2 separate regions of the Capra hircus genome follow, and region 1 is linked to region 2. A link is a contact called in public Hi-C data. All regions are on one chromosome and are shown on one strand. The core of a region is the stretch at or near the end of the contact, and the rest is flanking DNA. Distances in the headings are between cores, read along the strand shown. Region 1 holds the start of FAM134A (protein FAM134A). Region 2 overlaps DNAJB2 (dnaJ homolog subfamily B member 2).

Region 1 (5,729 bases), core at 162-2,661, 100 kb after region 2:
AGGCTTTACCCTTTTCAACAATAGGAACCCCATCTTATTCACATTCACATGTACATACACCCCAAACAGCTCACAAACCTGGCACCCAGTTCTCTAAACTGTCTATTAAGTAAACATGTGGACAAGAAAACCCTGGTAAGAACTAATATTCCCACCATATGTGAAGTTCTACAATAAGCATATGAAGTGTATTTATAAATTCAAGAATATCCTCCTCCTTATGAAACTGGAGATCGAGTGACTTTTATAAGGTCACGTACAGGGTAAACGGGAAGCAGGCAATGGAACCCAGGCAATGTGGATGTGGAGTCCACAATCTTTACTACTACTACACACAATAAAGACTGAAGTCAGGAGGAGAAGAGGGCGGCAGAGGATGGGATGGTTAGACAGCATCACCACTCAATGGATAAGAATCAGACACGATTTAGCGACTGAACAACCACACAATAACATGAATTTTGAGAAAGGGGAAATTTATTTCCCATCTGGGGAAGAAAGCAGTCATGCTTTGGGAGGCAGGTGGCCTGCGGTACATGTGTCTCACCATTCAACCGAAGCCGGGTGGGTCAGGCACAAAACAAGTGCTCACTGGGGCTTGCTGAATGAAGTCACACTCACCAGAGATGTCAGGGAGGAAGCGAGGCTGCCACAAATCCAGCAGAAAATAGGCCAAAAGTGAGATGCTGAGTAGGAAGAAGGGCCGTAGGGAGGACGAAGACAGCAACCTTCGGGAGAGACAGGCACTCAGCGGTGAGTGGGTGAGAGAGGCTCCTACACCCATCGCGAAAGGCCGAAAAGAGCCCACTGATCGGGGAATGGGAACCTTCAGGCCGAATTCGACACCAGAAGACAGAGGAAAGGGGCAACCCAGGCTGACAACGATCTTTAAACAGCAGGAGGTGGACCAGCCCTCCAGGACAAGCGTCTTCCCCAGAAAGGGGAACGGTACTCCGGGCTCGCCCGCCCCCGCTCTCGCGCGCTGCCCGGCCCCGCCCCCTCCTCCCCGGCCGTTACCAGAAGAGGCCGTTGAGCGCGGCCGCCGTGACTAGGCTGTGCAGCGGCTTCTCCCACACCAGCAGCCGCTGCGCTGCGGCCAACACCGCCTCCCAGCCGCGGAGCCGCAGCCACAGCGTCGTGGCGAGGCGTCCCACCGCCTCGGCCGTGGCCGCCTCCTCCTCCGCCTCGCCGGTGGCCTCACCCATGCCGAGGCCCAGGCCCAGGGTCAGGCCCAGCCCCGGGCCCCCACCAGTGCCGGTGTTGCCGGCGCCACCGCCACTCGCCATAGCCCCGCCGCAGCCGCCGCCCGAGCCCGCGAGGAGCCAGGGCTGCGCGGCCGCCGCCTGGGGCGCGTCAGGCGGAAGGGGGCGCACACCGCGGAGAGGGCCGCCCAGGCCGCGGACGGGCGTCACGTGACGGCGGAGCGACGAGCCCGGCACGTGATGTGCCCTAACCGCCCGGATAGGGTGACCGGCGCCTGCGCGCAGGGGGTTGCCGCTGACCCTGCTCCTACGCAGGTGTGTGTCTTGGCGGCGCTGGGCGGTGTCTCCCTCTTCCTGACAGAGGGGCTGTATCTCCGCTTTTGCCCACTCCAGCCAGTTTTCTTCCCCCTGTGTGGGCAGGGCGGCTAGGGAGGCCGGTCCTGGCCTGGATTCCTGGTGTGAGGCAGCCCGAAGCGGCAGGAAGTCAGCTTTCAGATGCCCCCGTGGGATCTTTCTGCTCTGGTTAGGACGGCGGCCGTCCCTTTACTCAACCCTCGACGCACTGGTCCTCCCAGTTCCCTCTCAGCAAATAAACACCAGCGCGTGACTCGATCGGCTCAAAAACAGAAAAGTTGTTTCCGTCTCAACTTTCTGTAAACTCTCCCTCCTTTCACGCATCGGAACTCCTTCCAATACCTTAAGCGAGCTATTGGGGTCTCGAAGTCTAAAACTCTGTTTAGGTGCTATTTACTCTTGGCGGGGGCGTTAACACCACTTATTGAGGTTTCCAACGTAACAAGCGTGGTGTTATCGTGTTCCCTCAAGAACATTTAATCTCGGCAATAATCCTACAAAATATATAGCCAAAAATCAGTGCCCTTGCTACTTTGTACACAATTCACCAGTTAAAATTTTTGTACTCTTGCTGATTTTATTTTTTAAGTGTATAATGTTCTGTGTGTGCATACATCTCCCCTTTAAAAGAAAACAATTGCGAGCAACTCCCTGTCCCGAGTCTTTATTTACATTTATATCTACACCGGCACGAAAAGGTCAGCCGGGCTCGCTCGTCCTCAAGTGTGCCACGGTCCCCTAGGAATTGTCCCAATTTCTCAGACACGCTGGGGCTCAGCGATATCAGGAATTCTAGCCCAGCTCCTTCCCAGCGGTCGAAGCCGGCGGCTCGGCCCAACTGGCCGCAGGAAGTGCCCGGCGCTGACTTAGCCCGCGACGCCCCCGCGGCTTGTAAACACCGGGCAGACGCGCGGCGCGGCAAAGGCACAGCACGCGCCTCGAAGCCAGGACTCCTCTCTACTCGGTGAGGTGGGCGCCCGGGCCCTGGAGCTCCACGCCCCGAGTCGGGAGCCCAGAACCCGGAGCCGGGAGCCCCGCCCGGAGCGGAACAGGAAGAGGCTCTGCTGCCCGGCCCCGCCTGCCGCGGCTGGCGCGAGGGGAGGGGGCTGCACCGGCAAGGGCGGCGGCCCGCGGGAGGGAGCCCGGCGGACAGGTGGGCAGGCGGGCAGGGACGGCTCCGCGGCCCCTTTAGAACTCGTTCCCTTCCCTTCGTAGGACAGTGGCTGGCGGCGCGATGGACCTGGCCGGGCTCCTGCTGGACGAAGAAGGCACCTTCTCCCTTACCGGCTTCCAGGACTTCACGGTGAGCTCGCGGCCCGCCGCCTCCCTAGCCTCCCAGCGCTTGGAGCCGCGACCGCGGGCACTCCCTCCGCGCCCCTCACCGGAGCCCGAGCGGGGCTGCGAGCTCGCCTGATGGCTCTGCTGGGAAACTAGGCGGTAGTCGCTCGACCCGTGCCTACTCGAGGCCCTGGCTCCTTGGGCCCATGGGGAGAGCCGCGGGGTACAGGAATGGGGTAGGAGGTAACCAGCCCGGCCCCTTCTTGGAGAACTTCTCCTCCAGAGCCCTCGGTGAGGAGGACTCCACCCCCTGTGGACAGAGAGCCACTAGCAAACAATCCAGAGAATGCGGGGCTGGGTGGGGCACGGGCCCCACTAGCCCTGAGGCAGGCCTGCCGCCCCGTAGCCCCCTTCCAGCCAGGAGCCAGGATCTTCAGCATACCCTTCCTGCCCTTCACCCTCCACCCACCTCCTGCCCTGTTTCAGTTCCTCCCAGGACACCAGAAGCTGAGTGCCCGGATCCGAAGAAGACTCTACTATGGCTGGGACTGGGAAACCGACTGTACCCTGGAGGAGCTCTCCAGCCCCGTGGCAGGTTAGACAGTGTTGTACGACCGGACTAGTGAGAAGCCTGAAAGTGGGGTTGTCAGCTGTCATCAAAGTGACTCTAGGTGTAGCCTGTGAACTACACTGCCTCTTGGTAGCTAGTATGTTTGACAGGTGTAAGAACTAGGTTTGTATTTCATTTTTTCCTTAAATCCAGATGAGTAGGAAATATTGCTGCCTTACAAATTTGTATTATTCTTGATCTATATACTAGAAACTTTTAATTTTCCAAGCATATCTATCGTATATTTCCCCCATCAACAAGACATGTTTATCTTCTCAAATGAGCTAGAGTGAAGGTCGCTTCTAGGTAATTGCAGGTGACAGGGAAATATGCCTTCCTGCTGGAAGGAGCTGGAATTCAAATTTGGAATAAGCCTTTTGTTTCAGCGTGGGAGAATAGGATCTCTGCTTTGTTACTGTGGTCCTGTCTCCAAGACCTCAGATAATGTAGATCTGGGTCTTCTGCTGATAGCAGTGGGCCCAGCTGTGGGGGAGTTGTTTGCTCACTCTTGTTATCCTTCTGCCTCTGCAGATATTGCTGTGGAACTCCTGCAGAAGGCAGCCCCCAGTCCTATTCGCCGGCTCCAGAAGAAATATGTAGCCCACGTGTCCCGGTGAGTTCACAATTGAGAGATACAGAGTGAGAGTGTTTGGGCTCTAAAGAGAGGGGAACAGTTATCTCTAAAGAGAACTAGTAAAGATACAGGGATGAGCATCATAAGTTACAAGAACCGAAAGATCCTTGCGTTTAATTCCTAATGCTTTCTGATACCCAGAGAGGCTTGCATCTCTCCGTGTGCTATGATGCTGGCTCTGGTATACATTGAGCGGCTCCGGCATAGAAACCCGGACTACCTACAGCATGTGTCATCCTCTGACTTGTTCCTGATCTCCATGGTAAGATGCCCCCTTCCCTTCATCTCCCTGGTAAGCCCGGAGCCAGGTGTGAGCTCTCCTGATACCACCTCTGGTTCCTCTGCAGATGGTGGCCAGTAAGTACCTCTATGATGAAGGGGAGGAGGAAGAGGTCTTCAATGATGAATGGGGAGCTGCTGGGGGTGTGGCCGTGCCCACTCTCAATGCCCTGGAGAGGGGCTTCCTGAGTGCCATGGTGAATAGCTCTTCTCTCTCTTGCTCTGTTTTCCTGACCTGTTTTTATGTTCTTTTCATCCTTTGTTTTTTTATCTCCCAGCTTCCTATGGTCTCTTCATTTATCTTTCTGTTTGTCCTCTTTATGTCTTCCCTTATTAGCATCTTGCCCTCTAGCTTTTCTGGAATAAGCGCAGTCTTTGGAGGTTCCTGGCATGGTGAAGTCAGAAGTGGAGACCTCCCATTGTCAGTCTTCCAGGTCCCACAGAGTACACTCTGAGCCAGAGTTTATCTTACTGGGCTCTGGGTATTTTCTTCCAGACTTTGCCTTCCCCTAGATTCTGGGCTTCCTATGGGCATGAACCATTCCCAGGATTATTTTTTGCCCCTTGTTTTTAATGGAGGGTGCAATGTGAAACCAGATATGTGGTGATTAAATAAGTTAATACATAAAAGTTTTTGGAACAGTATCTGGCACATGGTAAGAGCCAAGTGTTACCTGTAGTGGAGGTTGTAGTTGCTGCTGTGGGTCTGGTTATTAATTGACTGTGGCTCATGTCCAAGTCTGGTTGGATGCTCTTCCCTTTATCCACAGGATTGGCGGCTCTACACTGATCCTCGGGAAATCTTTGAGGTGCTGAGCTGGCTGGAGGGCTGGTAGGTTCTAGGAATTGGGAAGAGGGACTTGAGGATTTGGAGGCTGAGGCCTAAGCCATAGGAGCTAAACAGAGGTGAGGGTCTGTGTAACTGGGGGTGGGGGGGAGAAAACGAGAAAGAGAATTGCCCAAGATCATGGTTCCTAAACGAGTCTGCTCTCCTCTGTGTGATCATCTTTGGAAGAGTGGGAGAAGCTTATTTAAAATACAGATCTTGGTCTCACCTTTATCTTTGGAATCAACGGGTAGTCTAGGAGTCTGTACATTTAACAAGTTCCTCGGTGTTCCCTGGTAGGTCCCCAGGGGAATGAGGGTGCCGGTGGGCAGCTGCAGGGAGATTGCAAACCCTCTCTGTGTTTTCTCCTATCCCTGCAGCGTGGCTGAGCAGCAGGGGCGCCGGCGGGGCTGGTACACCTACACAGACCTGTGTGTGCTGCTGGAACAACCTGCCTGGCAACTGGCGCTGGGTTCCCTCTGCCAGCAGCTGGCAAAGGTGAGGCAGGTCAGGAAACAGAGGGAGCTTGAGCTGGCTGGTGATGTA
Region 2 (5,156 bases), core at 2,251-4,750:
CATCGCTGCCACCCTGGAGCATGTCCGTGACCAGCGGCCTGGCCTTGTTCGCTCTAAGGTGACTGTTTCTCTCTATACCCACCCTAGCCATGACCTTTCCCCAGGGAAAGTGGCAGGGGCCTGCCTCTCCTGCCTGCCTGCCTCCAAATCTCCCCCAGAAGGGCTCCCTCCTTCTCCCCCAAGTGACCACCCCAAAGCCCCCCCAACCCATCCCAGGGCAGGAGCAAAGGCTGGGCCTCCCCATGACCTTTCTCCCTCTACCCTGCCCCAGGACCAGTTTGAGTTTGCCCTGACAGCTGTGGCGGAGGAGGTAAATGCCATCCTCAAGGCCTTGCCCCAGTGAGACCCCTGGGGCCCCTCGGTGGGCAGCCCAGCCTCCACCCCCTCCTTGCCTGCGTGAGCATCTATCTGTGCACTCGCTCTCACTGCCACACCCGCCAACTCAGCCCCTCCTGGGCATGTCCAGCCCTTCCAAGAGGAGCGTGTAAGGAAGGGGAAGCAAGATGGGGCATACAGGAACCCCCGGTGTCCCCTGGGGGAGCTGGCAGCCGGTCAGGAGAGGAAAGTCATGGGCACCAAATTCTACCCACAATCTCCTCCTGTCCAAGTTCCCTGACCCCCATTTCCTGCCACTCTAGATGCTCCCAATATATCTGTGTGGATGCCCTCTGCCATCCAATGTGGCTAGAATGGGGCAGAGGGGCCACCATGCCCAGATCGTCCTGCTCCCCTAGCCCCTGCTGCCCGCTGTCCTGCCTCCACGACCCACACTGTGGCCCTTGCCCCTCCTGCCCCCTCCCGCCCCCTCCCCCCACCCTTCTGCCACGTGCCACTCAACTTGCTCCCCCTGGCACAAGAGAACATTTCTGGAAAAATCTACTTTTGTATCAATGTGAATAAAGTTAGTGTGTCGTGTGTGCAGCTGCAACCCAGACCTCCTATGCGTTTCTCTGCTCTGCTTCCAAGCTTCAGCCCCAGTCTCAGCCTGGAGCAGGCCCTGCTGCGTTTCAGGAGATGCAGACAATTAACGGGAGAGCCGGGCGGTGGAGTCAGGCTCTCCAAGGCTTGCATGGAAGCAAATGACAATCAGGCAGTAGTTTTTTATGCTGTACTTCCTACATGTCTGATAGCCTCCAAGGTGCTTGATAACCATTAACTGGTTTAATCTTCAGGACATGCTACCAATTATTAGCCCCATTTTACAGACAGAGAGACTGCACAGAACTTGCCTGAGGTACCACGACTAGTTAAGTGGTGGAATTGGGATTCCAACACAGGCACGCTTAGCCTCTTTGCTGCATCCCCTCTTAGTTCTAGGGCAGCAGCTTCGCACCTTTTGGCCTCAGGAATAATATACATCACGCAGGACGGAGGTTAGGACTAAATGAGGTGATACAGGCCAAGTGCTCACCACAGCTTAAGCAGAATTAGCTAAACTTTGGTAAAGACTCACAGATAGGCCTGTGAGATGTCACAACATTCATTCACCTGGGGGCAAAGGGCACTTTCTCCCCATTCCCCCAGAATGCCCCCACTCTGTGTGGCCTGAGGAGACTCCATCCACATGTTCCTTGGACAACCGTGGTATACATAGAAATGAGGCAAAAAGAGCCTTGAGCCTGGAGCTACTCAGGAATTAATTAGGGCCACCTCACCTTGCCAAGGCTCAGAAAGTGAAAGTGTTGGTCACTCAGTCCTTTCCAGCTCTTTGCGCCCCCATGGACTGTAGCCCACCAGGCTCCTCTGTCCATGGGATTTTCCAGGCAAGAATACTGGAGTGGGTTGCCATTTCCTTCTCCAGGGGATCTTCCTGACCCAGGGATCAAACCCGTGTCTCCTGCATTTCAGGCAAGATTCTTTACCATCTGAGTCTCCAGGGAAGCCCAAGGCTCAGGCCCCCACATCAAAGATGGGCAAGTACCACCTGTCCTGCTCAGAGAATGAAGGGACAGTGTGTGGACCTGTGGCCCTCCACCCCTCATCTGTGCTCTGCTGCAGCTCAACACCACTGTTGGTCATCGTAAAGGCGGGAAGTGGGCAGAAACTTCCAACAGATTCTCTCTCTCTCTCTCTCAAGACGGAGGCTTGAAATTCCTTTCAGGGCATGCTGCTTCCTTGTTTTGAGGAAAATACAATATAGGTCCTTTGGCTATTGAGGATGAAGCCCAGTGCTTACCCCCGAATGGAAGAGAGAGTTGGAGGCGAACCACACTGCCCTGCAAGATGATGGAAAAGTGCTTGTCCCGTGGCTGGGAGGGCCTCTCTGCAGGTGTCTGAAGAGACAGGATGGGAGAGGTACCTAGTTTTCACCTCCCTGGACCCTGGACCCTGCGTGGGGCAGACTTATGCTACTCCATGTGAGAGAGGCAGGCTTCTGACCCTGGGTGCTAGCCATAAGCTAAGAGGACCTGTGGAGGTGGTGCTTAGTCTCTGGGCCTCAGGAGGAGGTTTTTAGAGGTGTTTCACCACGTTTCTGGCTTTCTGTTGGCCTCAGGTTTCAGTCCAGTCAGCTCTGGTCCTAGCTGTGCTTGCAGACCCTGCAGTAGTTGGGTGGTGGGGTCCTGCATTTGGAGAACAATAGCTGCCTGTGAAAGCCCAGTGCGGGGTGGTGGGGGGGCCCGGGGGGGGCCCCAGAGGTGAGGCATGTGAGCACAGCCTGGGATTCCACACCATATTAGGGGAGGGCCGCCTGGTCAAAGAGGGGACTTCTGCTGTCAGCTGGGAAGGCTTGCGACCTCTGGATGCCTGAGAAATAAAGGGAGGTGTGTCACCCGCTGGCCCCACAGGGTTGGCTGGCGGGAAGGAAGCACACAGGACACAGCACACCACTAAGCTCTCGAAACTCAGCTTTATTGACTTCCAGTGTTTCCCTCTTGGTCTGAGCTCAGCCCAGCTGGCTTTGATAGGTCACTGAGACTCAATGGCACAGGGGCTGGCAACACTCCAGCTCCACCACTTCCCTCCCCGGCCACCGGGCTCCCCAGGGAGGGAGGAGGAGAGGCAGTTTCTGTGGTGTTGGAGAGAAAGAATGGGCAGCAGGGTCAGAGGCCAAAGGAGCCATACAAGCAGCGGCATGCCCGGAGCACCCATCACACGCTGATTCCAGCCACACACACACACACTCAACACACCCCAGAGCGCTAGGGTGGCCTTCCACCTTCCAAGCTCTCACCAGCCCATGCCCATCAGCCCTCTTGAGACCACGCCCTGCTCAGCCAATCCGCCCTGGCTCATTCTCAGACCCCAGGACTGCCCACAGGAAAATAACCTCTCCCAGATGCCTCGGGGCCTTGATTTGTACACTCTAACCCCAGCGCTAGCAAGAGGTATCAGGGGAAACGAAGCTCACATTCCCCCTTCATCCACATTCTTGCCACCCCTGCCAGGGACAAATCAAATGACAAGATGTCCCCATCTCACGACGAGTTAACAGGCCGACCAGAGCTGGAACTACATATCCCAAGATGCACAGCTCCGTTAACTGCGCACCACTTCCTCCAAGCATGATCTAACAGAAAGGAGGCGAGGTGCGTTGCATTCTGGGACTTGTAGTCCCCAGGAAACAGCACCAAACACCCTGGGAAGCATTTACAGGCTAAGCCTACCTCCCACCCGGCCCCCGCCCACCACCCAGGCCCAGCTCTATGCTCAGCACGGGTGAGCGAGAGGGATGGAGGGTCCCTCCCAGTGCACAGGGTTGGGCGCTGTCCTGTTGGAACTGTGCAGCAACTCTGGGTCCCGGACATCCAGCTCAGAACACATCTGGGGAGAGAGCGGGGGTGGGGTGACAGGAGAGAGGATCAGCCGCAAGCCGTGGAGGGCAGAGCTAAGCATGCAGCCCTGGGCTAGCCCTGTGGCCTCTCCCTGAGCCCTGATGCATGGTGCGGGAGGATGGGATGCGGTCCCTCCTAGACCTCCCTCCTGGGGCACCCTGGCCCTATCCCCCCTCTCCAGGGTTAGCCGGCCTCACCTCTGGCTAGTCCGGAGGCTGGGGGCAGGCTGAGGCAGCAAGAGGAAGGGAGGAGGAGTAGGCTCCGGTTCTGAATCTGGACGGGCCGAGAGGCTCCCGCCCCACCCAGCTAGCCTCCCCGGAAGACCTTATGGCCCTACGGGCCACAGCATCTTCCTCGCCACAAAGAGGCTTTCTGGGGAAAAGGAAGAAGGGAGTCCCAGCCAGGCAGGAGGCAGTGAAAGCAAGCGATGTAGCCCGCGGGGAATTGCAGAGAGAAGAGTGCGAGGGAGGAGAAGCAGCACCAGGAGGGAAGCAACAGAGACATCAGAGCTCAACACTGCGCACGGAAACCGGGGTGGGGGTGTCTGCAGCCGACCAGGAGAGCTGTGGCTGCCCACTCTGGCTCAGAGAACCTCAGGCCAAGTCCTCCTTCCTTGACATCATTCAGCAACACAGGTGGCAGAAGGCCTGGGCATGAAAGGCCCAACCCAAGCCACTAATGCCCCTTAGAAACTCCCCGTCTAATAAGAATTAAGTTCATCCTGGCTCCTCAGGCCCTCCCGCTGCCCTGAGGTCCCCCCACGCTGGACTTCACCAGGGACCCATCAGCCGTGGGCTGAGCACAGCAAATCCACACTGGAGGGAGGGGTGGACCTGGGGAGGGAGCGCCGAGGTGGAGAGGGGCTCCTGCAACTCAGGCCATGCCCTTCTCTGACCAGGACTCCCAGTCCCCCCGAATCGGGTGGGCTGGGCCTGGTGATCAGAGGATGAGGCAGCGAGTGGCCTTCTCCTCCGGAGAGGGGCTGGGCTTGGCTGTGTCACCCCTTGCACCCTCATGGGGCTCCCGCACGCCTGGATCGTGGTTCTGGGTCTTGGGCTGCCCCTGCCGTCGTCGCTGTGCCCCCCGCCCACCTGCCGGTTTCTTCCCAGATGCCTCCATCTCTGACAGGCTGTAGGCCATGGCAAGCTGCAGGTCCTCATCCTCCTCAGAGAGGCTGCCATCGAGGGGTCGTGACACAGGGGTCTGCCGGACCTGCGTGGCCCCTGACCTGGAGGTGACAGACTGCTGCTGCTCACGACGGCTCAGCTCCAAGCCCAGGGCCAGGTCGTCTGGGATACCTGCAGGAGTCACGGCCACCATGAGGCCCTTTGATCCAGGCCTCGGGAAGCCTGCCAGGTGGCCTCATGCACTCTAGCCACTCTC

The links. Hi-C and Micro-C count contacts between places; a contact is called where the count stands out from the background.
Region 1: a contact with region 2 is called in a Hi-C map of blood, with 2.7 times the contacts expected there. The contact joins the promoter of FAM134A here to the enhancer-like site in region 2. A contact is called at or near these places in 3 of 5 Hi-C or Micro-C datasets (blood and liver).

The regions. Positions count from the first base shown.
Region 1 is chr2:28,681,783-28,687,511 of ARS1.2, forward strand. It overlaps FAM134A (protein FAM134A), which reads right to left and starts at 1,412. Exons shown (of 9, transcript XM_018059231.1): 1 at 1,018-1,412; 2 at 622-728. It overlaps CNPPD1 (protein CNPPD1), which reads left to right and starts at 2,251. Exons shown (of 9, transcript XM_018059248.1): 1 at 2,251-2,520; 2 at 2,772-2,859; 3 at 3,321-3,429; 4 at 3,976-4,057; 5 at 4,220-4,340; 6 at 4,426-4,554; 7 at 5,128-5,189; 8 at 5,564-5,681. The coding sequence starts at 2,791.
Region 2 is chr2:28,574,976-28,580,131 of ARS1.2, forward strand. DNAJB2 (dnaJ homolog subfamily B member 2) reads right to left here. Exons shown (of 7, transcript XM_018059009.1): 7 at 2,830-5,071. The coding sequence ends at 4,713. It overlaps PTPRN (receptor-type tyrosine-protein phosphatase-like N), which reads left to right. Exons shown (of 23, transcript XM_018058998.1): 22 at 1-58; 23 at 272-928. The coding sequence ends at 343. Among named protein-coding and RNA genes, the nearest start is that of MIR153, 5.9 kb to the left of the region's middle. Within about 2 kb of position 3,501, at least 5 of the 5 cell types and tissues checked have an H3K27ac peak or open chromatin away from gene starts, as enhancers often do.